3 separate regions of the Mus musculus genome follow, and regions 1 and 2 are each linked to region 3. The links are chromatin contacts, called in public HiChIP or PLAC-seq and promoter capture Hi-C maps. All regions are on one chromosome and are shown on one strand. Each heading gives the region's core, a stretch centred on a gene start, on an enhancer-like site or on the middle of the called end of the contact. The rest is flanking DNA. Distances are from core to core; before and after follow the strand shown.

Region 1 (2,700 bases), core at 112-2,611, 100 kb before region 3:
AGGAAGGAAGGAAGGAAGGAAGGAAGGAAGGAAGGAAGGAAGGAAGGAAGGAAGGAAGGGGGGTGAGGTCTTGGAGAGCAGGACATATAGAACTACACAGAGGTGACAGTTATGCAGTGCTTGCTGTAGGTGGATAAATGCCACAGAACTGACACTTTAAATAGCTAAATATCTGTGGTGTGAATTTTACCTCAATTTAAACAATGATAGCAAATGAGTTTCAATACATACCCCAGGCTAGTATAGAACTCACAGTGATCTTCCTACCCCCCTCTCTCTCCTTTTACAATTTATTTATTAAACTACTATGCTTTATGTTATGTTACGGAGTGTCTCTTTCTATTTATTTATTTATTTACTTACTTACTTATTTACTTTTTTATTAGATATTTTCTTTTTTTAAGATTTATTTATTATTATATCTAAGTATACTGTTGCTATCTTCAGACACACCAAAAGAGGGCGTCAGATCTCATTACAGGTGATTGTGAGCCACCATGTGGTTGCTGGGATTTGAACTCAGGACCTTCAGAAGATCAGTCAGTGTACTTAACCGCTGAGCCATCTCTCCAGCCCCGATATTTTCTTTATATACATTTCAAATGCTATCCCGAAAGTTCCCTATACCCTCCCTCTGCCCTACTCTCCTACCCACCCACTCCTGCTTCTTGGCTCTGGCATTCCCCTGTACTGGGGCATATAAAGTTCGTAATACCAAGAGGCTTCTCTTCCCAGTGATGGCCAACTAGGCCATCTTCTGCTACATATGCAGCTAGAGATTCGAGCTCTGGGGGTACTGGTTAGTTCATATTGTTGTTCCACTTATAGGGTTGCAGACCCCTTCAGCTCCTTGGGTGCTTTCTCTAGCTTCTCCATTGGGGGCCCTGTGTTCCATCTTATAGGTGACTGTGAGCATCCACTTCTGTATTTGCCAGGCACTGGCATAGCCTCATATGAGACAGCTATAACAGGGTCCCTTCAGCAAAATCTTTCTGGCATATGCAATAGTGTCTGGTTTTGGTGGCTGATTATGGGATGAATCCTGCCTCTACCTCTTGAGTACTGGGATTACACATGTGTACTTCCATGGCCAGCTAAATTTCAATGTATAAAAAGACTTGTCACAAAGGCAGGCTTCAATCTGTCAGCGTGTTCATCACGGTGCTCCAGCTCCCAGGCTGAGTCACCAAGTTAAAGATCACCAGGTCAAAGGTGCACGCACGGCCACTCATCTCAGCAGCTGCGTGGGCAGGGGCTGGTATTACACAGTTCAGAGTCGCTGCCAGAGTCCCAAGGGCAGAGGGTGGGTGGTTCTTTGGCCTCTGATTTCTACATCTGCCTCCCGCCTTCCTGGGCTATGGTTAATCCTGCCTGCACACCTCTAGAAACCAGGACTCAGCACAGCCTCCTCCTCCAGGCTCCAGAGTCCTGTGGACACAGCACAGAATGGCCTTGGGTGGCTACATAGCATCCAATGCTAACTCTGCCCTGTGAGCCTCTGTTTCCACAGCTAAAAGCACATGTAACAACCATAGGAAGGTGGAGAGGGCACAAAGGAACTCGGAGTCGTGGGGAGCTGGGCATGTTGGGAAAGGGTACCAGGGACTGATACTCTCACCTCCTTCTTCCTTGGCAGCTCTCGCATATCTTCAGAGGTCACCTGGATTAAGATATGTCTGAGGTCACTGTAGCTGTTCTTCTGGCTACTTTGTGGGTTCTTCTTTCTCCCACCCTTCTCCATCCCTTTACTTCTTCCCTTTCAATCCCCTAACATTACGTAGGAGAGAAAAAAAGGATAAGAGAAGAAAGAGTCCACAATATCATTAGAACACTTCCTGTTAACTAAGGGCATCAAGTTCCTTGGGGGCAAGTTTGATCTTTGCCATCCGGATATCTGATTTCTTCTTTCTTTTTCTTTGCTTACAACTACTTAGCAAACTGTGACCAACAGAAACCAACGGCATTCTGCTACCAATCAACAGTTTCCCAGCTCTTGGGACCCAAGTATTTACCCTCTAAAGAGCCCCCAGAATTCCAAACATCACACACTTGCAGAAACTATCTGCAGCTGGCAAAATCCCACCTCTGCCAGAGCATGAGGCAAACCACAGTCAGCTACTGTGGGACGATTGGAAGGAGCCTCGCATTCCACACCTGGGATTAAAACAAAAACCGCATTCTTATAATAGTTCTGTGTTTTTTAAAGAAGCCAAAATTCTCACTACAGGTCACAGGTCAGGGAACGAGCGCAGTGCGACCACTCAGCAGGCAGCCACAATGTCACGGACCCCAAGCCTTTGATTGCACACGTGAGCTTCCATACTCGCAGATGCTTCCTGAAGCTCACACTGAGAGCTTGTGAAGAGCCACCAAGTCCTCCTGGGAATGGCAGGGAAGGAGGGTTCTCAATGGGAAGTGTTCAGTTTTCTGGAGTGTTTCCACCACACATGTGTACTGCTCATATAAGCACATCATAATTTAAAATCAACTAACCTCTGAGACAAACTCGGTTCTTCTATCAATGGAACAGAAGAGAACAATGACTCTTAGTCTCCCCTCTTCCAGGGCCCCTCCCCCTTCTAGCTGCCAGCTTTTTCTGGCTTAAGGGCTCACAGTGTCTGTCACTGTCTCCCTGTCCATTTCTCTCATAAAACTCAGAACTAGGAGCTGGACAGTGGTGGTTGCACGCTTTTATCCCAG
Region 2 (2,700 bases), core at 36-2,535, 130 kb before region 3:
TTATGCCTGTCTTCACTTGACAATGTTGAAGAATAAGGCCCTAAGTTTCCCAAGGACCTGCCAGACTGCATGGGTCTCAGAGACGCCACCTTGGATGTTTCTATGAATATTAAGAATTTATTCCTACCTTGTTTTTGTGTTTGTTTGTTTGTTTTTCTGGTAGCATTGTGATGGAATCCATGCTTGGGTGAGAGTACTTCTTTTGTGAGGAGGCTGAGATGACCACTCGTTAGGTTGACTTTTGTGTTCCACTGTTCTTGCTTTTGCTTACAGTTTATTTTGCTATCGCTGGTAAGGGAAAAGAGGCAGGCTGGAGCCTCACATGGGTGCTGGTGGGTACTACACAGTGGATAGATGTGGGAACAAGTCTAAGAGAGCTGTGAACTTACTGTGAACTACGGATAGGCCATTGTGTGGGATGTTCTTCCCACAAGGTGGCCTTCTAGAAAGAATTACATAAACTGTGATAAGAGGATACGCAAGGACGTGCAGGAAATGCCCTGGCATGTCCCCGTTATCTCTGTGGGAAAGACAAATAGGAGGGATATTCTTGGCTCTTTTCACAAGACCAAAGATGATAACACCAGGTATATTTTCTGTACTTGTATTTGCTAAAACTAATCATAAATGTCACCTCATATTTTGCTTCCTTTAATAATAAAAATGAGAAGTTCTTTGTATTATTCTTGAGCTCAAACACCTGGAGTCCCCCAGTTCCTAGACAGGGCTTTGGAATATCCTTCCATCTACGGAGATTTAGCCTTGGCTGGCTACAGGGCAGGTGGAGCAACAGAGGTAACCTGCTGTGACGGTATGGACAGCCTCAGCTCTGCTTCAATGTATTTCTCTGACACTATCATTTGTCAATTTACCACCAATCTACCTATCATTCCATTATCTATTGATCTGTCTGTCTGTCTGAGACAGAGCCTCACTACAGGACCCTTGGTGGCGTGAAACTGGCCAGGCTGGCCTTGAATTTAAGAGATTTGTCTGCCTCTGACTCCTGAGTGTTGCTACCAAAGGCCTGTGCCACTGGTCTAATCTATTTGTCATCTATTATCTATCTGCCATCTACCCATCTTTCTATCTATCCTCTAATCGTCTGTCACCCTCTTTGGATTACTAACTTGTGCAAACTCTGCTGGCACACACTACGAACGCACCGACAAGCCAGCCAGAAGCACTGCGGGCTCTCTGGGCATGTGGATAGTAGGCTTGGCTACTTGTTAGGGGCGTGACGTCTTTAGGAGGCGCCGGAAGCAGGCATCTCAGACCGTAACGCAATCGCTCAGCACCGGAAGCGGCCGAGCGGGCCATGGAGGAAGGACCCGCCGTCGGAACCCTGTCTCGAGAGGTCTCTACCGAGGAGGCCGAGCCGTTGGGCGCCGCGTGGAGCGGGGACAGCGGCCACGTCTCGCAGAGCCACAGCAGCGCGTCCGGGCCGTGGGACGATGACGGCCCCGAGGACGCGCCGGGCCGCGACCTGCCGCTGCTGCGCCGCGCCGCCTCGGGCTACGCCTCCAGCCTGCTGCCCAGCGCGGGACCGAGGCCAGAGGTGGAGGCGCTGGACGCCAGCCTGGAGGAGCTGCTGGCCAAGGTGGACGAGTTCGTGGGCATGCTGGACATGATCCGCGGGGACTCGTCGCATGTGGTGGGCGAGGGCGTGCCCCGGATCCACGCTAAGGCGGCCGAGATGAGGCGCATCTACGGCCGGATCGACAAGCTGGAGGCCTTCGTGCGGATGATCGGGAGCAGCGTGGCCAGGATGGAGGAGCAGGTCGCCAAGGCCGAAGCCGAGCTGGGGACCTTCCCGCGGGCCTTCCGGAGGCTGCTGCATACCATCAGCGTCCCCGCTCTCTTCAGGTCGGCGCCCAGCGGGCCCCAGCGCGCGGCGTACGAGCCGCCAGTCCTGTTTCGGACCGAGGACCACTTCCCTGGCTGCGGTGACAGACCGCAGCTCTGAGCGTGTGCGCCTCCACCGCATGAGGACTCCAGCGAGACTCTTGTCCCAAGTGTTAAGAAATCCTGTGAACTGGCGTATGTGATGCCGGGATGTGAAAGGTTAAAGTTTATTTTCTGCAAACGACTTGACATCGTCAGTATTCGATGCCAAGAGTGTAGGTCTCTATGTCTTCCAGTTCGGATTCGAAAGCTCTTTGGTGGGGACCTGGGGAAGCCAACTGAATTAATTTATCGGTGCAATACGGCAGAGCTGTTATTTTTATGGCCTTTATTACAGTGAACAGTGTTTCCTTGTTAAGATTTATATATTTATATGATCAAAAGTGCCCAAGAAATTAAAGCTGTATTATTAAATCCTAACAGTGGTTCAGTTTTCTGTAGCCTTCTGGGATAGATAGTAAATTGTTTTGTATTATATTCAATTTTCTATGGTGTAGACTGTAAGCCAAAGGAAAGAAGACAGTTTCTTAAGATAGCAAACTGGGCGTTTTGTTGCAGGGAGTCCTGAAGTTGTATTTGACAGTTTGACTGGAAGCTTAGTTTATCAAAGCAAGAATATTAATGTATGGTTGTCAGTGTTCTATTTATAGCACATCAATTAAAATGTTAAATTTCTTTGGCAGAGATTTCCTTCTGGAGATTATTTACCATAGTTTGTTTGGAAATGAGCCTGTCGTTCATGTTTTTAGTAGTGGGGTAAGAAAAGGCAACTTCCTTCTTTGGAAGGTTTGTGTG
Region 3 (2,700 bases), core at 95-2,594:
TTAGTGTGCTCTTGCTCTGCACAGCACTTCCCAGATGCTTTGGACACTTGATGGTTGAGTTGGTACAGTGAAGAGAGGCCAGGCAGGGTACCACAGCAGAGTCACCGCATCTTGTTCCCACAGGTGTTCCTGTGGGCTTTCTAGAACATAGTACGCTTTATCCTTTGTCCCTTCTTAAGACGCCTTTAGATAAGTATTTTCCAGCAAACCTATGGATGTGATAGACTATGGCAGTATAGGTAGAAATGGAAATGAAATTTCTTAGTTTTAAATGAACTCTAGAATACTTGCCAGCATATGATAGTATGACGGATGACTTTATGCTTCTCAGTTTGCTATTAGGATACCGTGATGACCTAATGATTATTAAAAATAATAACTAGAGTAGGTTCAGTCTCCAGTACTGTTTTTTTAAAAAATGTGTGTGGTATTGGTGGTATGTGTTTCTCTTGTGTGTGGGGGGGGGAGGGGGGGTGCATACACACATGCAGGTAAAAAAAAAACACATTAGCTAAGGAAAGAAAACAGAAACCTGATCAGTAAAGCTTGATTTACACAAAGGAAGGAGTAAAGCACTGTTTCTTAATGCTGCTTGTATTTGAAAACATAGGCATTTTTATATATAAAGATATATACATATGGACATATACATATGCTCTTTGAATGAATGATAATATATTGTTTATTGTTTGTATATATATTGCTTTTATATGTACTAGTTGTGTGTCTGTGTAGTTTATACTAACTAAAAGATAATATGAGTACCCTGCTCACAGGTTGTCATGGCCATTCTGCAGGCCTGAAAAATAGTAGCCTATTTTAGAGGTTGGAAGGAGTTTGGTAAGCAGTCCCCAGAGGTTCCATGTTCTGCACTGGAGATAGCCCCAGGTTTGCAAGCAGTGACATAGGCTTGTTGTACAAGACAGCGTGTGGCGTGTCAGCTGACACCCGTGTTAGTTTCTGTATCCTGGAGAAGTGGATTATAATTGCGGGCCTCATTACACCTTGACCGTTATGGTAAGCAGACTTCAGTGATGGGATTGTGCAGTCTACCACTGTTGAACAATTGTCTGCCTGTTTTTTAGAGCTGTAAGAAAGAGGCAGCTGTCCTCTGACCTATTTTCTCTTTTCCCTCTTAAAGACTGGGATATTCTGCAGATAGAGAGTAACTGTGGGTATTTACAATTTACCTTCCTATCTGAAATCTGTTTCTTCTAGCCAAAACTCTGTAAAGGGGGCTTTTTTTAAAAAAGAAAAAGAAAAAAAGAATATCTGCCATACTTTGCTGAGTCATTTTGAGTTCGGCGAATGGGTAAAGTTTATTTTTAGCTCTTGGAGTCACAGAGCGGAGGCACAGGAACTTGGGTGGCTCTTCTGTGTGCATCTGGCCAGCTGTGTCCTTTCAAAGAGACAAAATCCAACCCAGACATAGCATGTCCCTGAGTAAATCCAAAGTTTCTAAGAAACACTGTAACTCTTCTGTCCATTGTACAATATTTTTTCTGTTTTCTTGCAGAAAAAAATGAGAATTTAGAATGAGTGAAAGATATGTACTTGTGCTGTTTCAAGTGCAAATTTTCTTTGAAGCTTGCCTCACTTTATCTTCAGTACCAGATCCTTTCACGCCCTCTCCGTATGCCTGTGGAACTTAAGAAACATGTTCTGTCCTTGCACACTTGTTGGTACTGGGCACTGAATTCTGGTTGTCTGCTTGGTGGCAAGTATCTGTACCACCAGCCGAACCGCCTCACTGGTGGGCCCTGTGTGGTTGGGTCCATCTCTTAAAATAACCGAGAGCTCCCATGTGTGCTTTCAGCATTGGCCTGTGTTCTGTATGGCTCTTTCTGCTGGAGTTGTGAGAGTTCACTTTAAAAAAAGAAAAGAAAAGAAGAAGACAAGGAAGGGAAAGGGAAGGGGGACCTACTTTGTTTTCTTTAGGCTCTAATCTTCTAGAGACTAAGGAGGTTTTGTAACCCCTGTGTTAAATTTGTATAAAACCATGATTATAAAGAATCTTAAGGTTGCTTTTGTGGGTGACTAACTTTTGTCCAATGATGGACACATAGATCTTTGGCCTTGTTGAGCAAGACAGAAGCCTTTCTTGGAGAGCATTCACATTGCCACAATGTATCAGTAAGTCCCACTTAGTGTCCTTCATTAGTAAGATGCTTATGGTAAGCTGGGCAGTGGTGGTACATGCCTTTAATCCCAGCACTTGAAAGGCAGAAGCAGGTGGATTTCTGAGTTCCAGGACAGCCAGGGCTACACAGAGAAATCATGTATTGAAAAACCAAAAAAGAAAAAAGAAAAGAAAAGAAAAAATACTTACAGTAGGTTAGCTTTACCGGTTTTTAAACTCTGGGATTCATTTAAGAATTGATAATATATTCCTTTTGGAACATGGAAACTTGTGGTCCTCCGTAGTGACATAAAATAATTGCCTGTCTACTGTGCCTGGTAGAAAGCTGACTGTCTTCTCTCTCACACAGAGCTCTGGGATCGAGACTTTAGTAGAAGAGCTCTGCTGCAGACTGAAAGACCTACAGAGCGAGCAAGGTGAGCAGGCTGGGGCAGGTAGAGCCCTACAGGGTCCTTCTCAGTGTAGAGTGTGTCACCAAGCCAGCATTCCTCATTACCTCAGCTCTGCACAAGGCTTCAGTGAAGTCCTTAGTGGCCACATGGGAAATCCCTGCTCCAGAG

Evidence for each region. HiChIP or PLAC-seq counts read pairs in DNA pulled down with a chosen protein or histone mark. Capture Hi-C pulls out chosen DNA fragments and counts their contacts.
Region 1: a contact with region 3 is called in a promoter capture Hi-C map of adipose tissue. The contact joins two enhancer-like sites. A contact is called at or near these places in 1 of 15 datasets of contacts at CTCF or cohesin (the NIH/3T3 cell line), 2 of 484 Hi-C or Micro-C datasets (bone marrow-derived macrophages and embryonic fibroblasts), 17 of 115 datasets of contacts at active chromatin or transcription factors (CD8 T cells, the HPC-7 cell line, the SCID.adh cell line and 13 more) and 5 of 9 other capture datasets (adipose tissue, bone marrow-derived macrophages, embryonic trunk and 2 more).
Region 2: an H3K4me3 HiChIP or PLAC-seq map of bone marrow-derived macrophages shows a contact between it and region 3, with 6 times the contacts expected there. The contact joins the promoter of Bloc1s4 here to the enhancer-like site in region 3. A contact is called at or near these places in 13 of 39 promoter capture datasets (the C10 cell line, the HPC-7 cell line, Sertoli cells and 9 more), 4 of 484 Hi-C or Micro-C datasets (bone marrow-derived macrophages, cardiomyocytes, embryonic fibroblasts and 1 more), 25 of 115 datasets of contacts at active chromatin or transcription factors (the 230-238 cell line, the HPC-7 cell line, the SCID.adh cell line and 18 more) and 4 of 9 other capture datasets (adipose tissue, bone marrow-derived macrophages, liver and 1 more).

The regions. Positions count from the first base shown.
Region 1 is chr5:36,723,037-36,725,736 of GRCm38.p6, reverse strand. It overlaps a transcript of Gm33017 not described here. Among named protein-coding and RNA genes, the nearest start is that of Gm33017, 5.1 kb to the right of the region's middle. Within about 2 kb of position 1,361, at least 62 of the 459 cell types and tissues checked have an H3K27ac peak or open chromatin away from gene starts, as enhancers often do. A contact at or near this core is called in CD8 T cells, the NIH/3T3 cell line, Th17 cells and 3 more, where this site is marked.
Region 2 is chr5:36,747,264-36,749,963 of GRCm38.p6, reverse strand. It overlaps Bloc1s4 (biogenesis of lysosomal organelles complex-1, subunit 4, cappuccino), which reads left to right and starts at 1,285. Exons shown (of 1, transcript NM_133724.3): 1 at 1,285-2,590. The coding sequence starts at 1,319. The coding sequence ends at 1,966.
Region 3 is chr5:36,619,520-36,622,219 of GRCm38.p6, reverse strand. D5Ertd579e (DNA segment, Chr 5, ERATO Doi 579, expressed) reads left to right here. Exons shown (of 9, transcript NM_001081232.3): 4 at 2,490-2,556. Among named protein-coding and RNA genes, the nearest start is that of Tbc1d14, 38 kb to the right of the region's middle. Within about 2 kb of position 1,344, at least 136 of the 459 cell types and tissues checked have an H3K27ac peak or open chromatin away from gene starts, as enhancers often do. A contact at or near this core is called in the 230-238 cell line, CD8 T cells, the HPC-7 cell line and 14 more, where this site is marked.